Linked DNA regions of Astyanax mexicanus: region 1 is linked to region 2. Evidence: chromatin contacts called from public Hi-C data. All regions are on one chromosome and are shown on one strand. Each heading gives the region's core, a stretch centred on a gene start, on an enhancer-like site or on the middle of the called end of the contact. The rest is flanking DNA. Distances are from core to core; before and after follow the strand shown. Region 1 overlaps LOC103036023 (rho GTPase-activating protein 12). Region 2 holds the start of LOC103036023 (rho GTPase-activating protein 12).

Region 1 (6,439 bases), core at 669-3,168, 47 kb before region 2:
ATAGGTTTGGGTCTATACGTTTTAACCTAAAGGCTGTAGTTCCACCAATTATTATCGTATGGTACATATAAAAGCATTATGTAAACTATTTTCAAAAATACATTGTCGTTGGTGTGGTGCAGTGGATAACACCACCACCTGTCAGTGAGCTACCACATGTGGGGACTGGGGTTCAATTCCAGGTCTGGGTGACTGAATGCTGTGCTACACCAATATGAGTCCTTGGGCAAGACTCCTAACACTACATTGGTCCACCTCTGTAATAAGAATAACTTTGTAAGTCACTCTGGATAAAACCATGTAATGTAATGTAAAAACGTTAAATGACAGTGACTGTGATGATTACATACAGGGGTTGGACAATGAAACTGAAACACCTGTCATTTTAATATGGGAGGTTTCATGACTAAATAGGAGCAGCCTGGTGGCCAATCTTCATTAACTGCACATTGCACCAGTAAGAGCAGAGTGTGAAGGTTTAATTAGCAGGGTAAGAGCAGAGTTCTGCTCAAAATATTGCAATGCACACAACATTATGGGTGACATACCAGAGTTCAAAAGAGGACAAACTGTTGGTGCGCATCTTGCTGGCGCATCTGTGACCAAGACAGCAAGTCTTTGTGATGCATCAAAAACCACGGTATCCAGGGTATTGTCAGCATACCACCAAGAAGGACCAACCACATCCAACAGGATTAACTGTGGATGCTGTAAGAGGAAGCTGTCTGAAAGGGATGTTCGGGTGCTAACCCGGATTGTACCCAAAAAACATAAAACCACGGCTGATCAAATCATGGCAGAATTCAATGTGCACCTCAACTCTCCTGTTTCCACCAGAACTGTCCGTCACCACAATCAATTATTGTGCTCTAAAACCAGGTGTTTCAGTTTCATTGTCCAACCCCTGTATAACATTATTTATACCACAGTTAGTTCCAAATCTGTAATGTGATTGGCTGAGAGGCGGTAATGCACTGTACCAGAAACTCTCATTGTATTACTCCACCACATACAGGTAACGCAGCAATGATGCAGCGCTTAAAAGCCAAACAGCGCTGCTACAAACAGAGCAGCAATGGAACTATTTTAACTTGCGGAGTGTTTATAACCAAACAGATCGTAACCGTGCTATAATATATAATATTACACGTGGATGTTAGATCTGTGTTAGATGTGTGTTAGATGTAGGTAGATGTTAAGCTCAATAGAAGAGTAGAGCTTTGGGAAAAGGGCTGGAGACTCTTTTTCAAAAACGGTACCTCAGGCTCTGTGTTTGTGTTGTCCGGTTTTTCCTTGGTGTTGCAGTCCCGTGCCCGCGGGGGCTTCCATGCCCTCTCCTGGGTGGCGCGGTTGTAGTAGAAGATCCGGCCGTTCGGATCTTTGTGCGTCTCCCAGTCTCCATGTATGCTGAGCGGAGAGGACGAGGGCAGTGGCGGCTGAGACGACTGCGAGATCTTCAAATCCTGCAGGTTAGTGTAGACAGGTGAGTCAGAACACCTCTGACCCCACAGACAGACACACACACACACACACACAATAACCAGATCAACATTCAAACACCGGAATCTACTTCATCCTAAAAATGTGTTTTGATATGGAACAGTTTGAGCGGTAAAATCATTGTGATCGGTGCATGCAGTTGTACAGAGGAAAACATGGTGCAATAAAGACCTATATTTTTGTAACCCAATAATACACAGTTAATGTTGTGTTCACGTGATCAGTCACTATTATACGTTTATTACAGGACTCTGTGTCATTGAGTGGACTAAGGCACTGCCAATATGATTTGAGGACTTCTTTTACAAATCCCACCTCCGATGGCTGCTCGCCATCAGCAGCCGGAGTCTGAGAGACTACATTTGGCCATGCTCTCTCTGGGTGGGTAAATGGTGCACTCTCCCCTCATCACCCCCAGTGTGATGTGGGCCAGCACAGCCGTCTGTTAGCTGATGTATGTGAGCTCAGTCACAGCGCTGGCTATGCAGTAATGCTTTACTGGCTGCAGTTGGAAAGGAGGAGGAGTCTGACTTCACATGATCAGAGGAAGCATGTGTTAGCCTACACCCTTTTGGTGTTAAGAGCATTGCTAGTGATAGGGAGGCTCCTAATAAGTGGATGGGGTAATTTGCTTTCAAATTTGGTAGAAAATGGGATAAAATGAAAAATAAATAATCCAAACAAATTTCTCTGAAGTATGGTAGTTATTGTGAGATTATAGAGATATAGATTTTTATACAGATCAGTGTTTCTCAATCCTGGTCCTTGCACTCTATTTTAACACACCCCCTGCTACTCTAACAGGGCTTGTTCTACATGCTACATTTACTCTGCTAGTCAATAAGTAATGTTTTGAACTAATTGTACTTTTAGAAGTTGTTTTAACGAGATCTCGCGAGATTAAAACAGACAATATTTCTCGTCAGGCTTAAACCTGTCTCGCGGGGCAAAAAAACAGTGTGGACTTTTAAGATTTAAGAGGGATCTGGCAACCCAGTAGCGATAGCGATAGAGTATGATGGCTGAGCAGCAAGAGCAGCTCTCAGCAGAAGAGAAAAATTAGGGGATTTGTATAGAAGATCCTTCTGCTACTTTTAAGTTGTATGTCTGGCTGCATTTTGGCTCCAGTGGAAACAATAAACGGTAACAGAGTGACCAACAAGACACAAACCATATGTAAATACTGTAAGTAAATCCTACATGTGACTGTTTCATATGCAGTTGTACTAATCCCTTAGCTCTGTACTGTATTAAAAACATGTTCTGTCTCTGTTTGCACTTCAAGCATAGTCTTAATCTAACTGGTTATGGTTACGAATTAAATTACAAGAGATTTAGGAGAAAAAAACACAAACCATAATCTTAATATGACTGGTTGTGGTTTCTATATAGAATCAATGTGTGAGAGAAACCAGTCTGTTAAGTTTGTGTTATATGATTTTGTCAAATAAAACTCATTTTTGACATTTTCTTTAAAATTTTACTTTTAAATCTTGTCTCGTTCTCATGAACCCAATATCGTGTTTCGTCTCGTTCTCGTGATATTAGTGTCTCGTCACACCCCTAGTGGACAAGGAAGGACTGCAATTTTTTTTTCTATTTAAATATTAAATGAGATTATGGAAGTGACTTACTGAATACTTTCACTTCCTCAAGCAATAATTTAAATTACAACTTTACTTCTACTTGAGTAAGTATTATTTGAAGTAACAGTACTTTTACTTTAGGTTTTGGCTACTCTAGAACCCTGGCTCTTAAATTAAAGGAAACTTATAATTGTAGGTCACATCTACAGTGAGTCCAAGAAGTATTTGATCCCTTGCTGATTTTCTTTGTTTGCCCACTAATAAAGACACTATCCTTCTGCACTTTTAATGGTAGATATATTCTAACATGGAGAGACAGAATATCAAGACAAAAATCCAGAATATAATTTTAAAGAATATATTTTAATTAATTTGTATTTCAATGAGGAAAATAAGTATTTGATCCCTCTTGCCAAACACACTCAATACTTAGTGGCAAAGCCTTTGTTTGCAAGCACAGCGGTGAGACGTTTGTTGTAGTTAACCACAAGTTTAGCACACACACCAGGGGGAATTTTGGCCCACTCTTCTTTGCAGATCCTCTCTAAATCATGAAGGTTGGTGGGCTGTCGCTTGGCAACTCTGACCTTCAGCTCCCTCCATAGATTTTCGATCGGATTGAGGTCTGGCGACTGGCTGGGCCACTCCATGACCTTAATGTGATTTTTCTTGAGCCAATCCTTTGTTGCCTTTGCTGTATGTTTAGGGTCGTTATCATGTTGGAAGACCCAACCATGGCCCATTTTCAGATCCCTGGCAGAGGGGAGGAGGTTGTCCCTCAGGATTGTGCGGTACATGGCTCCATCCATCTTCCCAGTGATGCGGTGAAGTAGCCCTGTACCCTTGGCAGAGAAACACCCCCAAAACATTATGCTTCCACCTCCATGCTTGACGGTGGGCACAGTGTTCTTGGGGTCATAGGCAGCATTTTTCTTCCTCCACACATGGCGGGTGGAGTTGAGGCCAAAAAGTTCAATTTTGGTCTCGTCTGACCACAAAACCTTCTCCCAATAACTTGGTTCATCTTTCAAATGATCATTGGCATACTTGAGGCGCGCCTCCACATGTGCTCTCTTCAGCAGGGGTACCTTTCGGGCACTGCAGGATGTGAATCCATTGTTGCGCAAAGTGTTGCCAATTGTTTCCTTGCAAACTGTGGTCCCAGCTGCCTTCAGGTCATTTGCTAACTCCTGCCGAGTGGTTGCAGGACGATTTCTGACCGTTCTCAGCATCATTGCCACCCCACGAGGCGAAATCTTCTTTGGAGCACCGGGCCGAGGTCTGTTGATTGTCATGTTATACTCTTTAAACTTTCTGATAATTGCACCAATAGTTGTTACTTTCACATCCAACACCTTACTAATCTTTTTGTAGCCCATTCCAGCTTTGTGAAGGTCAACAATTCTGACTCTGAGGTCCTGTGACAGCTCTTTGGTTTTACCCATGTTGGAGACTTGAAATCTGTGTGATCTGTCTGATTCTGTGGACAGGTGTTTTTCACACAAGTGATTAGTGAGAACAGGTGGCTTCAGGTCAGGTAACAAGTTGATTGGGAGTGTCTAACTGGTCTGTAAAAGCCAGAACTGCTAATGAATACTAAGGGATCAAATACTTATTTCACTCCATGAAATACAAATCAATTAATATATATTCCTTAGATTTATTTTCTGGATTTTCTTTTTAATATTCTGTCTCTCCATGTAAGAATACATCTACCATTAAAAGTATAGAATGATCATGTCTTTATTAGTGGGCCAACGAAGAAAATCAGCAAGGGATCAAATACTTCTTGGACTCACTGTATGTCCTCATAATACACCATTACATTTATTAACATTTATTTATATGTTTTATTAAAACACTACTGTTGCTTTACAGTACTAGAAGGAATAAACTGCAACTGGAACTGGAAAGCATTATCAAACAAAATGAAAATAAATCTGGGTACGTTTTAAACATTTGGGGGCTTCTGTTACTGAAACATGAGGTCAACAAACCACAGAATATTCAGGATCTGTTTTGTATATCATTACATCTTAACAGAAATGTAAAGAAAAAAAAAAACAGGAAATGGAAAAAGGGAAGTCATGTACACAACAGTCAACAGAGAACTTAAAAGATTTTGAAAAGCATTAGTGAGCAGAGTGTACCACCCTTAACGCCATCGTGAGAAAGTGTGGGGTGTGTTTGAGCGTGTGTGTTCTGTGTGTGAGTGTGTGTTCTGTGTGTAAATGCGTGTGAGTGTGTGGTTTGAACGTTACACTGGTAATTGCACAACTGATTGTGAGGATGTTCAAGTTCCTTAAATTCAGTCTTTTCTGTACAAACCTCACTCTTGCGCAGATGTACAAGTCCGATAAGGAAAGTGTGAAACCACAGCATTTCCGACTCACTCTCGCTCTCTTACTTCTGTTTATGAACTTAATACTGCAACCTAATATTTACTCTCAATCAAAAGGTACCGACATTTATTCTACATGCTTAACAAATATTGCCAGTTTAATCTTTGTGGCCATAACCATGGGAAGTAGGGGTGCTGGGGGGCTGCAGCACCTGCTGATGGCATGAGTATGACTTAAAAAAAAAAATAAATACATAAAATAAATAAAATAAAATGAAAAACAATGGGAACATAAAGATAATTATTTTAATCATTCTTTTTTTATGATAATCTGTTTTTTACGGTGGCCGAGAAAGCCCAGCGCAGTGCAAATTGAAAAGCGCTGCAAAAGCACAAAACACATCCATCAAAATTACAACACAGGCGCAGCAAATAGAAAAACGCGCTGCAAAAAGAAAAACGTGCTGCAAATACAACCACAACACAACGGAAGTGAGTCACAACACAACGGAATTTTCCCGGGGGACCTTAAAAGATGCTGTACCAGCTGTATACAAAGGACAGTAAGTGGCAAACAAGCTTCTGAATAGGGCTGAACGATTAATCGTTTTTTAATCGAAATCGCGATTTGAATGGACGCGATTTTTCAATCGCAGGAGCTGCGATTTGAATTAGCCAATAGCCTGCAAGTGTTTCCAACTTATGTGGTTAAAAGCGCCTGTTCTGTGTCTGAGAGGCTTGTGTGTGTGTGTGAGCACACCGCCTGCTCTTCTCCGATTGGCCTGATGCAGCAGGGGCTGGATTCATTTGAATATTTTTTTCACTGGAGGGCGGGGCTGCGTTCAACGCAACGAAGCCAGCATGCACTGCCGCTCTCTCCATTGCAGCTACATCAGGGTGAATTAAATTTAAAGTGGCGCTTGGACATGAGTGGAAGACTTGGATAAAATAATTTAAAGCCAGGCGGACACTGTGCAATTGTTTAAATGCGTTGTAGAGTTCAGATTGTCTG
Region 2 (6,337 bases), core at 974-3,473:
TTTGCTGTTTTTGCAGCTATAGCTACACAGCTGCACCAAGAGATGTGTGGGTAAGAGAGAGAAGCATGCAGCACACAAAGGCAAAAAGACACATTAAATCCCGATTCATACATTCACATTCATGCCGCATGCCCATGAATCTGATTTAGGACCACATATGAAAGTGACTCAAATCTGATTTGAAACATCTGATTTGGCACATTCACACAGCCATAAAAAATCAGATCTGAGCCACATTGAGCAAAAAAATTTGATTTGAGTCACTTTAGCCTGGTAATGTAAACGTAGCCTTACAGACAGAAAACAGCATTCTTATGTTTTTCCACCATTGGAATATACAGTTCTGAAAAAACTTAAAAGACTACTTCTGAATCAATTTCTCCGATTTTGCTATTAATATGCATATGTTTAATCAAAATGAACATTATTGTTTTATTCCATAAACTACGGACAATATCTCTTCCAAATTCCAAATAAAAATATTGTCATTTAGAGCATTTATATGCAGAAAATGTGAAATGGCTGAAATAACAAAAAAAAGATGCAGAGCCTTTAGGCCTCAAATAATGCATAGAAAACAAGGTCATATTTATAGAGTTCATAAATCAATATTTGGTGGAACAACCCTGATTTTTAATTCTCCTCCACCAGTCCTACACACTGCTTTTGGATAACTTTATGCCTTTACACCTGGTGCAAAAATTCAAGCAGTTCAGTTTGGTTTGATGGCTTGTGATCATCCATCTTCCTCTTGATTATATTTCAGAGGCTTTCAATTTGGTAAAATCTAAAAACTTGTCACTTTTAAGTGGTCTGTTATTTTTTCCAAAGCTTTAAGTCAGGTCTGAAATGGTTAATATGACAATAATACAGTTTTCTTTTTACAGAAATGTCCTGTTTAAAATCTTAATGATGGAATAGATGGCTAACTAACTGATAACCATGGAAACCAAGTAACTTAGCAGCTAGCTAAGCTTACTAGCTAATGTCAAAATAACAGTTTTTGTGTTTAAGTAAGTCCTTAGCTGTCTAGCTTGCCGGGATTTTAAGTTCAGAGAAATTAAAAGAAACTTAAGTAAAGTGTTTAAACAAGGAAAATTTCACGATTTTATCCTCATAATTAGAGCCAGGAATAGATTTAGTCTTGTAGAAAGCTAAGCTAACCTACCTAGGTAATGCTAACGCTAGCCACCTAAGCTAAGCTAGCTAGCTTGCTCACCTGTGCAAGTGCTGTTAGCTAGCTGGCTAAGCTAACGTAGCCAAAAAAAGTTGGTCTGACAGTTCTAGCGCGCTTAATTTTTTATAAGTAACACAAACTAACAGAATAGGTTGGTCGTTTAACGTGTTATTTCGACGATAAAATAGCCGTGGGTGGTAAAAACGCAAAAAAACAGCCAGATAATATAATTAATTCGCTACCTGAGACGAACAGTGGTAAATCCAGGTCCTTAAACTCCACTCCGTGTTTTGTTCCAACAGTTGGAACAAAACCCCGGACTGGATTCTACACTTTCACATCAGCTCATGCGGATCGGATCAGATCAGTTCTTGTGTTTAAGTGTATATATTTCCTCATGATTTAAACTTAACAACAACATGGATAGCGCATTACCGGAGCGGATTCTGTACTTTTTTAGGCCTGGATTCATCACGAACACCACCTCCAAGAGAGTATCTTGATTCATCAAGCCATATAACTTAACCTGACTAGGCTACTTAACTATAATATAGTCCCAGGCTCAGCTCGGACATGATGGAACAGGTTCTCTCTCATTCCTCCGGGAAGGAAACCCGAGTTTCGACCCAGAACTCACTATCTGAACGACTTAAATCAATACATTAGATTTAACCTATTATCTTTATAAATCGCGCCAGACTAACCTGCTTTATTTAACCTGTTTTTTTTTATCAAAACGTCTAAAAACAGTAATAACGACCCTAAATTAATCCGGAGCTGTACTTTTAGGAGCTCGGAACTTAACTTAGCTAGTTAGTTTACATATAACGTTAATTAGCAACAAAACTAAGGTTTATTACTACCTTAACTTTTCCTGTCCTGGGCTCCAGAGACGCTACAGCAGTCCTCGGTCCTCTCCTCCCGTTTACAGGCTGTTTACAGACGGCCTCTCCAGCACACGATTTGTAAGTTCCAGTTTCCCGCAGCACCGACTCCGAGCGCTCCGTCACTCCTGGAGCCTGCTCGCCCCAGCTTTCCCGAGCGCGCACCCGCGGCGGCAGCGGCGGCGCGCTCCCGCTCGTGAGGAATGTAGAGCGGCCAGTCGTCCAGTGTTTGAGCGGCAGCGCCCTCGCGCGCTGACTGAAGGGGGGATGCAACAGTACACAAGGGGGATAACAAGTCAAAAAGTTCATTAGTTAGTAAAATAACTTACTAATAGCTTACTACCTACACTACTGCTCAAAAATTTGGGATCACTTGTAAATTTCCCTATGTTTGGAAGAAAAACACATTTTTATGCAGTTTACAAGCAATATTGTCCATTTCACAATCAATTTAAGTGTATCAGATGATATTTAAAGAATAAAAATGTTCTCATATTCCTACTGTCAGCAATTCTGTAATTGCTGCAAAGGGTGGCTTCTTTGATGAAAGCAACATTTAAAGTACACAGTCATCATTTTCATTAAAATCAATATATCTTACTCTGATCATTTGTGCATGTCCTGTTTATTTGCTTTATTTTAAACCACATTATTCAACCCCTTAATTATTTACACTAACACTTCCCCAACCTCACTTACATTCAAGTACACTTTACTCATGCTTGGGTATTCACTTTTTCACATTCTCTTTTTAGAACTATATTTGTTATGGATGCATATTTATATTATATTTCCACGTCACATCAGTCACTTTCATAATCGATGTCATTGCACATTGCACTTTGCTCTGTTAATTATTTAATTATTTAATGACCATTAGCAACATCTACTGCACTGCTCCGTTTACAGATATATCTTTACCTTGTATAGAAAGTTTTTTTTATAGCCTTATATATTTTCTATTATTTTTTGTTTTAATTTATGTTTGAAATGTTTCTTATTGTATTGTGTTGTTGCTGCTGGATGCCTAAATTTCCTTCGGGATAAATAAAGTATCTATCTATCTATCTATCTATCTATCTATCTGTCTATCTGTCTATCTATCTATCTATCTATCTATCTATCTATCTATCTATCTATCTATCTATCAAAACAAGAAAAAATTCACTGTGATCCCAAACTTTTAAGCGGTAGTGTAGGTACAGTTCATATAAGGTTACATGTGTGATTCTCTCTCTGAGATGGGTGACTTTTGGATTATATTTGTATGGAAAAAATACAAATTTATGTTTTTGATCATTTTATCTAATGTGTATGGAGCCCCTAAGGTGACAAAAAAAAGCATGGCCACAACTTATAAAGGCATGGAAATGTGATACTAAGGCGTGGGAATAAGAACCTAAAGCATGGGATTGAGATCCTAACACTGGTTGCTAAATACCTACACCATAATATATTGTTTAGACACCTGCTCTGTAGGCCAGAATAATACAGAGTTTGTGTTGTCCCAGATTGCAAAGAATATTAAATTAATGCTGAATTGTGGTTGCATTACATATTTTAATAATGATGATGGGGAAACAAACTTTAAACTAGTGTTGTCAAACTCAAAATTCAGATTAGAACTTAATCGATTTATTTAAACCACAGTGATCCAATACATTTTCATTTTGATGAAAGTCTGTATCAAAATGAAAAAAAATCCATGTGATTGTCCAAAAACAGGTTTCGTTATATCACACAGTTTGAAAATGTTTCTAATCTTTTTGCACATTTTGCTCCTAAAAAAAGTGCAAGCAGCTGAACTGAGATCCGAATGTTTTGTCCTCAATGGTTTATAAATAAATAAGAGTTTAAAAGTCTTATATCTGATCTCAGAACTGTAAACATGATATATGACAACATTGCCACATTTTAAAAGAGATGCAAAGCATTGCAACGTTTTTGTGAGGAAAAATCGCACATTGTATTGCTTTATTATTTATTACTCATAAGTTGTCAAACTATTAGCAGCGTGTGATGGAAGAATCTCAAAAAGACCATGGTCTGCTGTTTGGGATTATTTGAACTTGGTGACTGATTGCCCACCAGATGTCACTGTGGTGGATGAAAATTCAAACATCTTACTATATCGAACCTTTTTCTGAATCAACTATTTGATCTCCCATAACACCTACTTTTACTATCACTACTTTAAATAAGCTTTAGTTAATATTGTCTCATAGACATCGGTTAGGGTTGTATTACTGAACTTTAGTCAATGTTCCTTTAAAGATTTTAAATGGTTGGTGCTCTTATACACACGCAATTTATAACAATAATAATACAAATAATAATAATAATAATAATAATAATAATAATAATAATACCAAACCAATACTAAAACCAAGGTACCAAGTACAAACCAAGGACAGATTAAGGATAGTCTGGGTCCCCCTGCTGTGTTAATAATATTAAATCAAGTTTAATTATTGTCGGGACCCCTTTATACTGCCTCGAAACATGTAAGTCGTTTCAAAATGTCATTGAATAGTCATTGAATAACAAGCTGAATAAAATGTTTTCCAATAAATAATCTAAAAAATATCAGGGTTACACGCATACGCAGCCACAGCTACTACAACAAAACCACTTGCTGTTTCATCATCTGTCACCAAATCAAATTGTGCTGCTCAGTAAAATTAGCTTGCAGTATGAAAAGGCACTTTTCCTTTCATGCATTCCTTCAGAGCTATAGAGTGACCACTGGTCTCTTTACTGTTGTTTATTAAAGGGGAAACATGAAACTAGTCAAATGGCTTGTTGTCACACCCTGGGCCACATTCACTCAATTTAATCGGTGTCAAAGATAGCATTCATCAAATAAATAAATTAATTTGTGTCTCTTCGCTTAAGAGAACTAGAACATTATCATTTTAAAACAATACAAATTCAGAACCATTAAGTAAAGCCTGAATCGCAGTTTTATTTGCAACAAAACATCTGTTATGAAATATGGAAGCTTGTCTGTCAGTTTGTAGGTCCCTAGAAAGTCAAGGAGCCGTGGCAAACGACTTCTATGGAAGATAAGGGAGCCATAGCAGGGGCCCTCGTGATCAAGGGCCCTGTAATGGTAGGCCTTTCTGTTTTCTAGGGACCCCTGGTAGGGGCTCTTTTAACCAGGGTCATCTAAAAAAATAGCAACCATTGTAAGTTTCAGCAATAAAGCGACGACTGTAAACATCTTTCTCAAAGCAACCAGCCGGACGCTACACTATCTTTTTACTAAGAAAATGATAAAAATAGTAACGCACAGTGACTTAGATATTTAACTTTTATGTGTGTACTGGATCGGAAATAGCAACACTTTAGATTACTAGTTTTACATTTAAATATACACTATGATAGCACGGTTTGACAGGGTAGCAAAACTCGACAGAACACCGGATGGAAGCCTAGTTTGAATCCCAGTCGTGGTTTTATTCTCTTTATGTTTTTTCATAATGGCAATTTAATGTTCTTATTTAAAAAAAATATCTATTAAGGTAGTCTACATATTTCTACTGATTTCCTGTGATATATATTATTTAACAAAGACTAATTAATAACATTTGTATAGGCCTAGAAACACACAACTTGTAATGTGTCTTTATTCACACTCTGTCTGGCCCTGTTACCTCCAGAGGATAATTAGGTAATTCAAAACACCTGCTTATTACATATTACTATAATTTTCACTTTTATTTTAAGACACTTTTTACTTATTTTTTCTTGTTATTAATATATTATTAAAAGACACTTTCTTGCCTACTGTATGGATACATTTGTTTTGCTGGGTACAAACAATGCAAATATACCCTCAAAGGTCCTTAAGGTACAGGTGTTTACGTTAAAGCCATTTTAGAGTATCACCACAGTGACAGTTTGGTACCCTTATTTAGAGAGTGCATATAGTAGTGCACAGTGTGTTTGAAAATACACTAATCCATAAATGTTCACAGCACAAGTTATCTTTACTTAAGAGATGCTTGCTTGAATAATTGGCATACTTCACTGTAAAATACATTTTAGCTAAAGAGCACTTCAGTGCACTTTTTTTTACTACACTGAATTCATGTTTGTAAAATAAAGCTAAATGTTAAAAACATACATTGAAAATTGGCAACTTTCTTACATTTTCAAAATACATTTGAGTACTGCATTATATTATTTTTCCTGGCCGCACATGGGTAAAAGTAAAGTGGCTCAATAAATGTAATAAACACAAACATTTAAAAAATAATCTTAATCATTTTAA

The links. A called contact is a pair of places that touch in the nucleus more often than the background predicts.
Region 1: a Hi-C map of muscle shows a contact between it and region 2, with 9 times the contacts expected there. The contact joins the enhancer-like site here to the promoter of LOC103036023 in region 2. A contact is called at or near these places in 2 of 3 Hi-C or Micro-C datasets (both in muscle).

Annotation. Positions count from the first base shown.
Region 1 is chr4:26,331,905-26,338,343 of AstMex3_surface, reverse strand. It overlaps LOC103036023 (rho GTPase-activating protein 12), which reads right to left. Exons shown (of 17, transcript XM_049476805.1): 3 at 1,260-1,499. Among protein-coding and RNA genes, the nearest start is that of LOC103038215, 41 kb to the left of the region's middle. Within about 2 kb of position 1,918, the one cell type or tissue checked has an H3K27ac peak away from gene starts, as active enhancers do.
Region 2 is chr4:26,285,253-26,291,589 of AstMex3_surface, reverse strand. It overlaps LOC103036023 (rho GTPase-activating protein 12), which reads right to left and starts at 2,223. Exons shown (of 17, transcript XM_049476805.1): 1 at 2,041-2,223.